Regions from separate parts of the Rattus norvegicus genome. Here region 2 is linked to region 1. A link is a contact called in public Hi-C data. All regions are on one chromosome and are shown on one strand. The core of a region is the stretch at or near the end of the contact, and the rest is flanking DNA. Distances in the headings are between cores, read along the strand shown.

Region 1 (4,985 bases), core at 2,018-4,517:
TCCCAGTCATTGACCCCCTCAGGCAAATCACTTAACGTTCCTGAGTCTCAATTGCTCAGTCTGTAAAGAGGTGGCCCTCGAGGGCTGGGCTGTGTGACCCAATGGTTAGGGTGCTTGCCTGGTACCCAGGAAGCTCAGGTTTCTGCAGAAGCAGCAGCAGTGACAACAGAGGAGTGGGCAGAGGAGTCCAGGGCTCACCGCTGGACTTAGGGCTTACCACAGGGCTTAGCCAGTACTGTGCTAAAAATGTTTAAGGCCTGGTCCTCGGAAGGAAACCTGACGAGGACCACGTGTGAATTTCCACAGTGCTACTACTTCCCTAATTGTTTTTTTTTTTTTTTTTTTGGTTCTTTTTTTTTTTTTTTCCGGAGCTGGGGACCGAACCCAGGGCCTTGCGCTTCCTAGGTAAGCGCTCTACCACTGAGCTAAATCCCCAGCCCCCTAATTGTTAATCTACAACTGCGGATGCAGTCACCAAACAGACTTGGGAAGAGCTGCACAGTGCCAGGCTGAAGTTTCTCCTCACAAGTCCAAGAGCCACCAATAATCTCAGAATCATGGGGAGCCAGCAAATGGAGCCCCTTACAGCAAGTGAGATACTCGAAATATTGCTACCAGTGGATGTGTGGGTACACACTCATGCACACACACACACGCACGCGCACACGCACAGAGTTGGTTTTTCTTTTTCTTTTTCTTTTGAGACAGGGTCTCTATGTAACCCTGCCTGAGCTAGCTTTCAACTTACCGAGATCCACCCGCCTCTGCTTCCCAGGCGTTACTATTAAAGGCCTGCACAACCCCACCCAGCTTAAGATATAACTTACAAAGGATAGAGGTATATTTCAGTGGCCCAAGTACCTCAGAACCTGTCTAGTGTGTTCAATGCCCTACATTCCAGACCCACAAACAAACACCATGCAAATGAATTTAATTTTAACTTCCCCCACCTCTCCCCCCCCCTCATATTTTATCCATTAACTATGCTTCCTTGCTCTCTCAAATCAGATACGCTGTGGGGACATGGGGACCAGGTCAGGAGGAGGGACGTGTCTGCAGCTGTATACAGATGTCAAACATCTGCGGCTTGGATTGAGAAGGCCTGGGTTCAAACCCTGCTTCTCCATGGCCAGCCACTTCCGTCTCAGGCTTCCGTAGGCTCATCCAGGAAGAAACCACCTATCGTTGGCATTCTCGGCAGGGCAGGCTGGGAGGACATGGAGTGGACTTCCAGCTGCCTGGCACACAGTAGGGCATCAGCTCAATAAGTGATAGTGACTTCGTGAGTGGGGAATGACTGTTCTCGTGAAAATCACATGAGGTTCAAACTACATACAAGGAAGCCAAGTGGGCTGTAAAACTGGGGAGGGGTTTAGGGAGGCAGAAGGCCCAACTCTCGAAAACAGGAAGAAAGAAAGAACGAGAGAGAAAAAGAAAGAGAAAGAAAGAAAAGAGGAGGGAAGGAAGGGGGAAGAGGGAGGAAGGGACGAGCCAAGTAAGACCATTGGAAACAAATGTTCCTCTGCCTAGGATCAGGATTGGAAAGGCTAGGCTAGGCTGGCGGTCCACACTGTTAATGCCCCCAGCATTCAGGAGGCAGAAGCAGGAGGATCTCTGTGAGTTGGAAGCCATCCTGTCTATATAGCGACTTCTATGTGGAGGCTTCTCTGTAGAGTCCTGAGAGCGGTGTGAGAGAGGGGGAGAGTGTTGCAGGATTATAGTTTAACATACTCTGGGAAGTGACAGAACCTTTAGGGATGGGGGCCTGGTTGGAGAAAGTGGGTCACTGGGCAGCTTTGTCCTCCTAGGTCCTTTTTGCTTCCCGGCCTCTATGAACTAAGTGGTTCCACCCATCATACATTGTTGCCAAGAGGTGATTCGCTGCCTCACAAAGGCCCCCCAGAGAGCAGAGCCACGTGGCTATAAATCCTCCCTCCTTAAAAGTTGTTTGTCTCGGGCATTGTCATAGCAACACGAGGCTCCCCTTCTTGCATGACTCTTCCCCACAAGATGAACTCCCTGATGAGCTAACCAGGGTTAGCATCTTGACTTCACCGTATGGTTTTACACCTTCTCCTTCCTTCCGACGTTTTGATTTTCCCATCTGTAAAATGGGATCGATCATCTTTTGGCAAAGTGTATGTTTCTGATGCAGCTTTGACAAACGGCCCCCTGCAGTCCTCGGGGAGGGATGCTTCCTTATTTCTCCTCGGAGTGTCTATGAAATCCCTGCCTTTGGTGAAGGGCACCTTTCTTGGATGGAAATTTGGAGCTGAACTCAGTGTGATCTCTTCTGCGTTTTTACCCTTACTGACAGACAGAGAAGACTAAGGTCTCCAGACAAAGAAGCAAATCCAGCCTAAGCCTCACAGTTGGCCCCAGCGTCTCTCTTTCACCCACTCGGAGGATCCTGTGGAATGGGGAGGGCTGCTCCAGAGAGCAAAATGTTTGGCCTGGCAGCCTTGTTCTTCATACAGCTAGCTAGTCATTTTCTCCTCTGTCTTGCTGAGCATGCATGAGGCAGGGGTGGATATGAAGGTCAGAGTCTCCACTTTTCCCAATCGAACTTTCCACAGAAATCAACTTTCCCAAGGATGCTGGGTACCCAGCTATTATTAGTCCAGAGGTTGTACTGGGAACCAGACAGGAAAGCAAGCTCCGTGCTGGTTGGAACTGGTGCAGGCTCAGCTCACCTGGGCAGCAGCATGCACTGGCTCCCTGATTAGTCTAAAAGAGCAGAAAGTACAGGACTTAGAGCTTTGCACTGGAAGATGATTCTAGGGTGCATGCACCCCGTCCTTCTGCAGCCCTCCTGGATAAACATTAACACACATGCCAGGCTGGTCAGGGTGCTCTGTGCCTGTCTCACCCCTACAGTCACCTTCAAGGTCATGGTCCCTGTCCATGAGTCAGGCTCAGAGAGGCTCCATTCCCTAGCCCGGCAAGGTGTTTATGCTGATAATTCCCGCTCTCAGGAGGCTGAGCCAGGAGCATAGGTCAGTTTAAAAGGCCAACGGGCTACCCACAGCCCTTTCTCAAAGACAGGATGGGGGTGGCTCTTCCAGTCCTCCCTGTTTGGAGGGTGGGGTCAGAAGTGGGAGGGGTTTCCTAAGAGGAAGGGGCGGGGCTTTCAGGGACCCTCCTTCTTCTGGTCCTGGTGGTAGAGTAGAAAGCAGGAGTTTAAGGGTGTGAACCCATGTTCCAGTTGTCTGTGTACCTAACACTGAGTTAATGGGTAGGGTGTGCGTCTGCGCGCAAGAGGGCATGTGTGGCTGTGCAGGGTTCGGGAAAGTGGTGGCTCTGTGTGTGTGTGTGTGCAAAGGTGGGTGTGCTGTGGAGGGGAGGTTGGAGGTGAGCGAGAGTCTGGGGTGTGCAGGGGTTTGGAATGTGCGTGTGTATGTCGGGGAAGGAGTGAGTAGTGTGGAGGGGTGGAGAGAGGTAGGGGTGAGTGTGGGGCGGGTCGGGGGTAATGTGTGAGAGAGGGGTGGTTTTTGTAGGGGCGGGGCCAACACTCCTGGAGCTGAGCCTGGAGGGTCAAGCCGGAGCATCCTCCCCTCATCCCTCCTCCCCTCCTCCCTCGGCCCCCGGATTCCCAGGGGATTCCGTTAACAGCTGGAACACATGAAAGCAGAAAAGCTGGGCGGGGCCAGGCGGGGTCAGAGGGGCTGAGCGGGGCGCTGGGCCCTGCCTTCCCCGGTTCCTGGATGCTAAGGATTACAGCCCCGGCTGCCTCTATTTAATCAGCTGGTAGCAATTTAACCATTACACCCCAGTGAGAGAATCTAAGACATTTCCTACAGCCCGGGAAGGAGAGGACTCAGAAGGGAGGAATGCGGGGGCGAGGGGTTGGGGGTGGGAGTACGACCGACGGGACACAGTACAGCTTTATTAAAGAGGAAAAAAATGAGAAAGGAACTAATTCCGTCTTGTGCTGTAGAGATAGGGCAGGGTGAGAGCCCCAACGTGGGTTGCTGGGGACCTTCATGAGCCACTGAGGGAGTCAGTAGAGCCACCTAGATGTGGGGATTTAGGGCAGGGGAAATTTTGTCTCCTGCATCAAGGGGGTGGTCCGGGGTCGGAGAGCGAAGTCTGCTTTCTGTAATCCCTGAGACAGCCTCCCTGAAGTGGGGCCCAGCAGAGCAGCTATGCGAGGGACCCCTCATCGTGGGCTACTGGCTGATGTGTGAGTGTTTAAAAAATGAGCCCGCGGCTGTCTTCTTTAAGAACTGGCTTCCTTGGCCTCTTTTCTGCTTCAGATGCTCCTTAGCCCTGCCACCAGCTGCTGCCTTGGAGCCCAAAGCAGGCGGCAACAGCGGGGAGCCCCGTGGCAGGACAGCCCAGAAGAAAGCAAAGGCAGTCAGTATCTGAGGTGTCAAAGCACCTCCCTTAAACTCTGAGGTCCCAGGCTGGCACCCCAGGCTGTCCTAGGCTTGCTGATGGTCCTGGAGCAAATTGCTTAAGTGTCTCTGAACTTAGGCTCTTGGTCCCGCTTACCGGGGTTGGTGAACTTTTTCTGCTCAGGACCAAATGGTAAATAAGCTTGTGAGTCAGAGTCTCCACGGCAACCATTCAACTATAGATAAACGAACAGGCATTGCTTCATCTAATAAAACTTTATTTACAAAAAACGATTAGGTGTTTCCTGCAGCCCCTAAGAACGAAACCCAGTGGCTTGTGGCACCCTATCTCCAGGGCCTGAAGCACATCTTCAGGTGACTGTCAGCCAGGTGGCAGGAACAAGGCAGCAACGATTCTTCTGCTCAACAAACTCACCACCACCATTCATACCCGGGAGCAAGTAAGAGTCTCAATCTGTTTTCTAAGGCTGTCATAGAAGACAGGAGGTGGAATCATTTACAAAGAACAAAGGTTTACTCAGCTCCCAATAATGGAGGTGGAGGTCCAGGATCAAGAGAGAGGGCTGTATCGACTGAAGGTCTTATGCTCCAGAAGGATGGCAGAAAGACAGACAGGTACATACAGAA
Region 2 (5,603 bases), core at 65-2,564, 130 kb before region 1:
AAAGCAAACATTCTTCAGTGTTTGGGCACGCATCCCTTTTCTCTCTCATCTATTGGCTTTGCACGAGGAAAGAGCACCTCACTTTACCCTCTGTCCTGTAGACTATGCATAATGCATAGACCCCCCCTTTTAGATTTTATTTGTGTATTTTATGTATATGAGTACACTGTAGCTGTCTTCAGACGCACCAGAAGAGGGCATCAGATCCCATGACTGATGGTTGTGAGCCACCATGTGGTCGCTGGGAATTGAACTCAGGACCTCTGGAAGAGCAGTCAGTCGGTGCTCTTAACCACTGAGCCATCTCTCCAGCCCATGCATACCCTTTGTACTATAATTTCTATGTTTGCTTCTTTTTTTTTTCTTTTTTCTTTTTTTTTTTTTGGAACTGGGGACCGAACCCAGGGCCTTGCGCTTGCTAGGCAAGTGCTCTACCACTGAGCTAAATCCTCAACCCCCTATGTTTGCTTCTTAACAAGCCTAACAAAACCAAACCAGAACACCCTTAAAACAGCCTTCCCTCCTCTCCCCTCCCCTCTCCTTTTCTTTCTCCCTCCTTCTCTCTGCTCCTTTTCTCCTTCCTTCCTTCCTTCTCTTCCTCTCTACCTTCCAAGGTCTCCACATGTAACCCAGGCTGACCACGAACTGGCAATCCTCCTGCCTCAGCCTCTTCAGCGCCAGCATTGTCTGCCTTCTCTCTGTGACAAAGCGAGGCTGGTGTGTTCTTGGGTGTCTTCCATGAACCAGGAGCCCCCATTATCGGTGGTAGTGAGCGTTTAGGTGACTTCAGAGTACCCAGGCCCTCACTAACCTCTCCTCTTTCATTTTTCCCTTTAACACGCGTCAGCACTGCAAAGAACTCCCTCACATGTCTGTCCAGCTCCTTCTCGGGAACTAGCAACTTTCTTCACCAGGTGGGAGGTTGGGGAAGCCGAGGACAGTTCCGGACACACAGCAGGTGCTCACGTGTGGTCCAGATGTAGTCAACAGAAGTGTGCCTGGTGCCTAGATGGCAGGCTCATGGTGGCTTCCACCGGTCTCCAGCCCTGTGTGCACCACTTCCCTTCAGCAAGGTTCCCGTCCACTTCTCCTGCCCTGCAAACGTGCTGTACTTGTGTGGAGGCTCTCGTCCAAGGCCCTCAGAGCACTTTATAAACATTAGCCACGTAAATAGCTTGCTTTGTGTGGGGCAGGTGGGGCGTGATTCACTGAGACCAAACTTGTTCTGGAAATGAATGGAAAGTTTAAGCGTAGTCAGAGACCTCCGGGGCCACTGGGCCATCTGCCCAGTGACGTCCGCCTGGCGGCTCAGGACACAGATTCCTGGAAGAACCCCCTCCCCCTCCACCCCTCCTTCTTTCTCACAGCCCAGTGCCCTGGAGCGGGGAGCTGTTTTTCCGCTTCTGTTGGCAAAGCTCTCTGAACTCAGTTAAGACAAGGCTCGTGGCTGCCAGGAGGTTTCTTGCATGGATTTATCAAGCCCCCACTTAGCAGAGCTGTCGGGGGAGATGTACGATTCAGAGGCTGATTCAACAACCCTTCCTAAAGGTCCTGGTGTTGGGGATACTGGCAGAGGAGGCTGAGGAGAGTAGATGGCTGTTGCAGAGGACGCACTTAGATGAATACAGACAGTGCCCAGGGCTTTGGAAGGGAGGGGAGAAGTCTGAGTCAGCTCCCACTTCTCGGAGGAGGAGTGATTTTGGATCGTCGGGGCCCTTTAAACTGTAACTTGCAAACCCTGTCTAGAACAGCCTTAAGCCACAAAGAAAAAGCCTTGGTTTGTAGAACAAACAAGTCCGGGAATAGAGTGGCTTCAGGCCCAGCTGGATCAAGGGGCTTACATGAGAGTTCCAACTCTGGCTTCTGTCTCTCTGTGTGCTGACCTCAGTTCCTCCAACCACAGGTGGCATTTCTGCCCCTTGAGAGAAAAGACGGGGACTGGAAACTCTTTGTTCAAGGCTTCCTGTGCACTAAACGTGTGTTTGCTTAACCAATATTTACAAAGCGATGAGTAAGACAGCTCTGCTCCATGTGTCCGGCGGGCAGAGTTACCTAGGTATCAAAGACACATGTCCAAAGATGTTCATTAGCCCATAAGACTGGAAGAAACTTAAACTTTCAATGATGGGGGCTAGGTAAGCAAGACGCACACCGTAGTGCTCACACAGAGGAAGACTGCTGAACGTCGGGAGTTACGAAATGTATGGCAGATGTGCTCTCCTGGGCCACCTGCCATTCCTAAGGAATCTTCGGCAAATTCGTGAGAACACAGGAGTCATATCACTTGGAGATGCTCAGTAAACCACAAAGATTGTGCAAGGGGAGGATGCGAGATGAGAAGCAAGTGCTTGGCCAGATCCACCCTCACCCATGGTGTGTCCCCTTTCATGTGATTTCTCACCAAGTCTGCCATGTTGAGAAAGAGTTTTAAGACTATATCCAATCTTAGGTTTGCTCAGAGAAACAGGACTAGATGTGGGGGGGGGGGTCTCCTGAGCAGCCTTCTCAGAGCCTTTAATTCAGAGGGTGGGTCTTAGAAGAAGTTTTGACTGTGAGGTTCACCTCTCCTTGGTGGCTTCCATAATGAAGTGTGGGTGGGGGAGGGGAGGGAGATTCTGGAAACAGTGGTATTCCATAGTCATGGAGACCCCAAGTGTGAAATAGAAGTACTGAAGAGGTGTTGGCTTCCTCTGAGCCCGTACCTCGGTCCAGTCTTCCTGCTTCCTCCTTGGCTTTGTTCTGGAACCCTGAGCAGGGACTTGAGAGAATCTAGAAAGGACAAACACACAGAAAAGCTGGAGCCATGCGGGCTGAGCTCACTCCAATGGATTCATCTAACTACCGTGAGCAGTCAGGAGCCTCCACTCATTTATTAGGACAGTACAGGGGGAGGTGCTTGTAGGCGAGGGGTCTCAGCTGTGCACACCTGGGAGGAAAAAGCCACAGTTGCCAGGTTTTTGTGCCCACTACTCACCTATTTGCACTGAGACCTTTAAGAAAGGCTTTGCTATGTCTTTAAGCCTCACCCAAGGAAGGTTTTACAACTCCTATGAAGATATGGCTGATCCTATGTCAATAATAGTCATTCACTCAGGGCTTCCTACTCTTCCCACAATGCCTTGCTTCTTTCCTCATTCTCCTCTAGATATTCACCTACTCCACCAGAGACTGACCGTAAACTCCTTGAGGAGCCCTGACTAATGCCCATACACAACTTAGCCCCTAACAGCTCTTCATGTTCACAGAATTGTGACACTCTCTCCTGGATCAACAACACAAGAGACAATGGCGCAACAGTGTGCTGAATGAGTGAACAGATGGATGGATTCAAAGAATGGACAGGGTGGGTGGAGTCAATGTCTGAATTAATGAATGGGTGGATGAGTGGACAGACAAATCGCATAGGTGGATGGGTGGTAGGTGGATGGGTGTGGGGGTAGGTGAACAAGCATTCAATGAATAGGTGGATGAATGAGTGGAGAGTCAAATTCAGTGAGTAGATAGATGGCTGAATAGAAGAATGGATGAATCAATAGATGGGTAGATGGATAAATAGATGGGTGGAGAAATTCAATGGATGGATGGATGGATGATATATCAATAGATGGATGGTGGGTGGATGGATGGATGGGTAGGTGGATGGATGGAGGATAGATGGATGGATGGGTGGGTGGATGGATGGGTGGATGGATGGATGGATAGATGGATGGGTGGGTGGGTGGATGGATGGATGGATGGATGGATAGCTAGATCAATGGATGGGTGCATGGTAGAGCAGATGGATAGACATACTGATGTATGCACATGCAGGTAGAATGGGTTGATGGGTACCATCTTGATCATTGTTCAGCCTCCAGGATACGCAGGCTTCCTAAGACTTCACATTATCACTTCCTGATTTCTAGGACACGCTCTACCTCCCTTTCCAATAAAAGGGAGTTGGTGCTATTTGCCTGGTAAATTTCCATTCTGCTTCTGCTGTTTGTCGCGGAGAGTGGTAATGCCGAATCTCACTAGGTCTAGGGTTCCCCTCAGTAAAGGATGAAAATGGCTTTGTTGTGGAAAGAATCTATCTATCTTCCTGCAGACTGTGCACTTTGTGGCTGGGAATAACTGGGGCAGTTCGGCATCCTTCTGGCTCTGCAGGGAAAGGCAGCTCTGGTCTTATTCCAAAGCAGAAGAAACCAATTGCACGGGGAGGGGGGAGAGTTGGGGGGGAGAGCGGGGAGGGCCAGTTTTGCGTCGACTGCCTAAGTATGTTGTCCCTGGGGATTTATGCTTTCAACCCACCTCCACTTCAGAGCTGGGCTGCTCCCCAAGGAAGAGCATCCCACAGCTCCCTGAGGAGTCCCGGTTTTCCCAGTCCCCACCTTTTGTTGCCCTTGGGCCTCCCTGGAAAGGGGGCCAGCTTCGCAATCAGTCTCAGAGGAAGACACCTAAGCTAGCGTGCTAGCGGGGGCAGCAGGGTGCCATTAGCTGGCTAGCCTGCTGCAGCCCAGTTCTCTAGACCAGAAAGACCTTAGCGCCCAGTGCTGCAGACGCCCCTCTCCCTCAGGTATCAGACCTTAGGAGGCTAAACTCAGTAGTTTGCTGGATGTCTGCGCAGAGATCCGGCTTCCCGTTGCCTCTGCCACGCTCTCCATGGGGTGCTGAACAAGAGCAGGCAAGCTGTGAGACAGCTATTAATATCCCCACTTCACAGAAGAAAAGGGGAGGCTGGGCCCCATCTCCAGCCTGATTCCTGATCAGGCAGCCAGGAAGTGGCAGAGCCCAGTGCCAGCCCAGGCCTTCCTGCACATTCGCAGGTCCCTTCTGGGGACCCTCAGCGGTGCCACATATTTTTTTTCCCCAGCAGCAATTCCTGAGACCGAGGAGATGGCTCAGTGGCTAAAGGTCTTGCTGTGCAGACTGGAGTATCAGAGTTTGGATCCTTTTACAACTACTGTGCAAACCAGGCCAGTGTACCAGCCTCTGTAATCTCAGCACTTGGGAGGAAGAGACTTCCGGTTCCCAGCGCAAGCTGGCTAACTAGTTGTACCGGGGCTCCCAGATTGGAGAGAACGTACCTCAAAAATAAAACGGCCAGTGATCAAGGAGTACAACCAACATCAACTTCGTCCTTCTACTTGCGTGTGTTCACAGGTACACAGGCAACTGACATCCTCCCACCCTTACCTAACCCCCGGGATTATGCGTACTGACATACCACATGTACACGCACGCGCAGAAGAGGGGGGGACAAATAAAAATTAAAATTCGTACAACGCAGACCATTTGGTTCCTGTCCCATCAGGTGCCTTTGGGTTGGGGCAGAGAAACAGGATCTACCTGTCCAGCTATAAGTCCCTGCCATTGGCTTTTTAGACAGATATTTACCATCCTGGTGAATGGTTCCACGCATCGTGTCTCTTTAAGATCCGCATCTCCTTGTGTGGTGTTGAAAGAAAGGGGACTGTGGAAGCTCCACTGGGAGCAGCAGCCCCTACCACGGGATGATAAAAGGATTGCTTTAACGGAAATAGAGTTGTAAACAGTGGCCAGATTTAAGCTCGGAGCCTCTCATACGTCAGAACCTTAGAGCAGGGGATTGTCTATGTAGGCAG

Evidence for each region. A called contact is a pair of places that touch in the nucleus more often than the background predicts.
Region 2: a Hi-C map of kidney shows a contact between it and region 1, with 2.1 times the contacts expected there. The contact joins two enhancer-like sites. A contact is called at or near these places in 2 of 12 Hi-C or Micro-C datasets (kidney and mammary epithelial cells).

The regions. Positions count from the first base shown.
Region 1 is chr12:43,755,468-43,760,452 of GRCr8, reverse strand. No RefSeq gene overlaps it. Among named protein-coding and RNA genes, the nearest start is that of Med13l, 92 kb to the right of the region's middle. Within about 2 kb of position 3,267, at least 16 of the 93 cell types and tissues checked have an H3K27ac peak or open chromatin away from gene starts, as enhancers often do. A contact at or near this core is called in kidney, where this site is marked.
Region 2 is chr12:43,881,797-43,887,399 of GRCr8, reverse strand. No RefSeq gene overlaps it. Among named protein-coding and RNA genes, the nearest start is that of Spring1, 110 kb to the left of the region's middle. Within about 2 kb of position 1,314, at least 27 of the 93 cell types and tissues checked have an H3K27ac peak or open chromatin away from gene starts, as enhancers often do. A contact at or near this core is called in kidney, where this site is marked.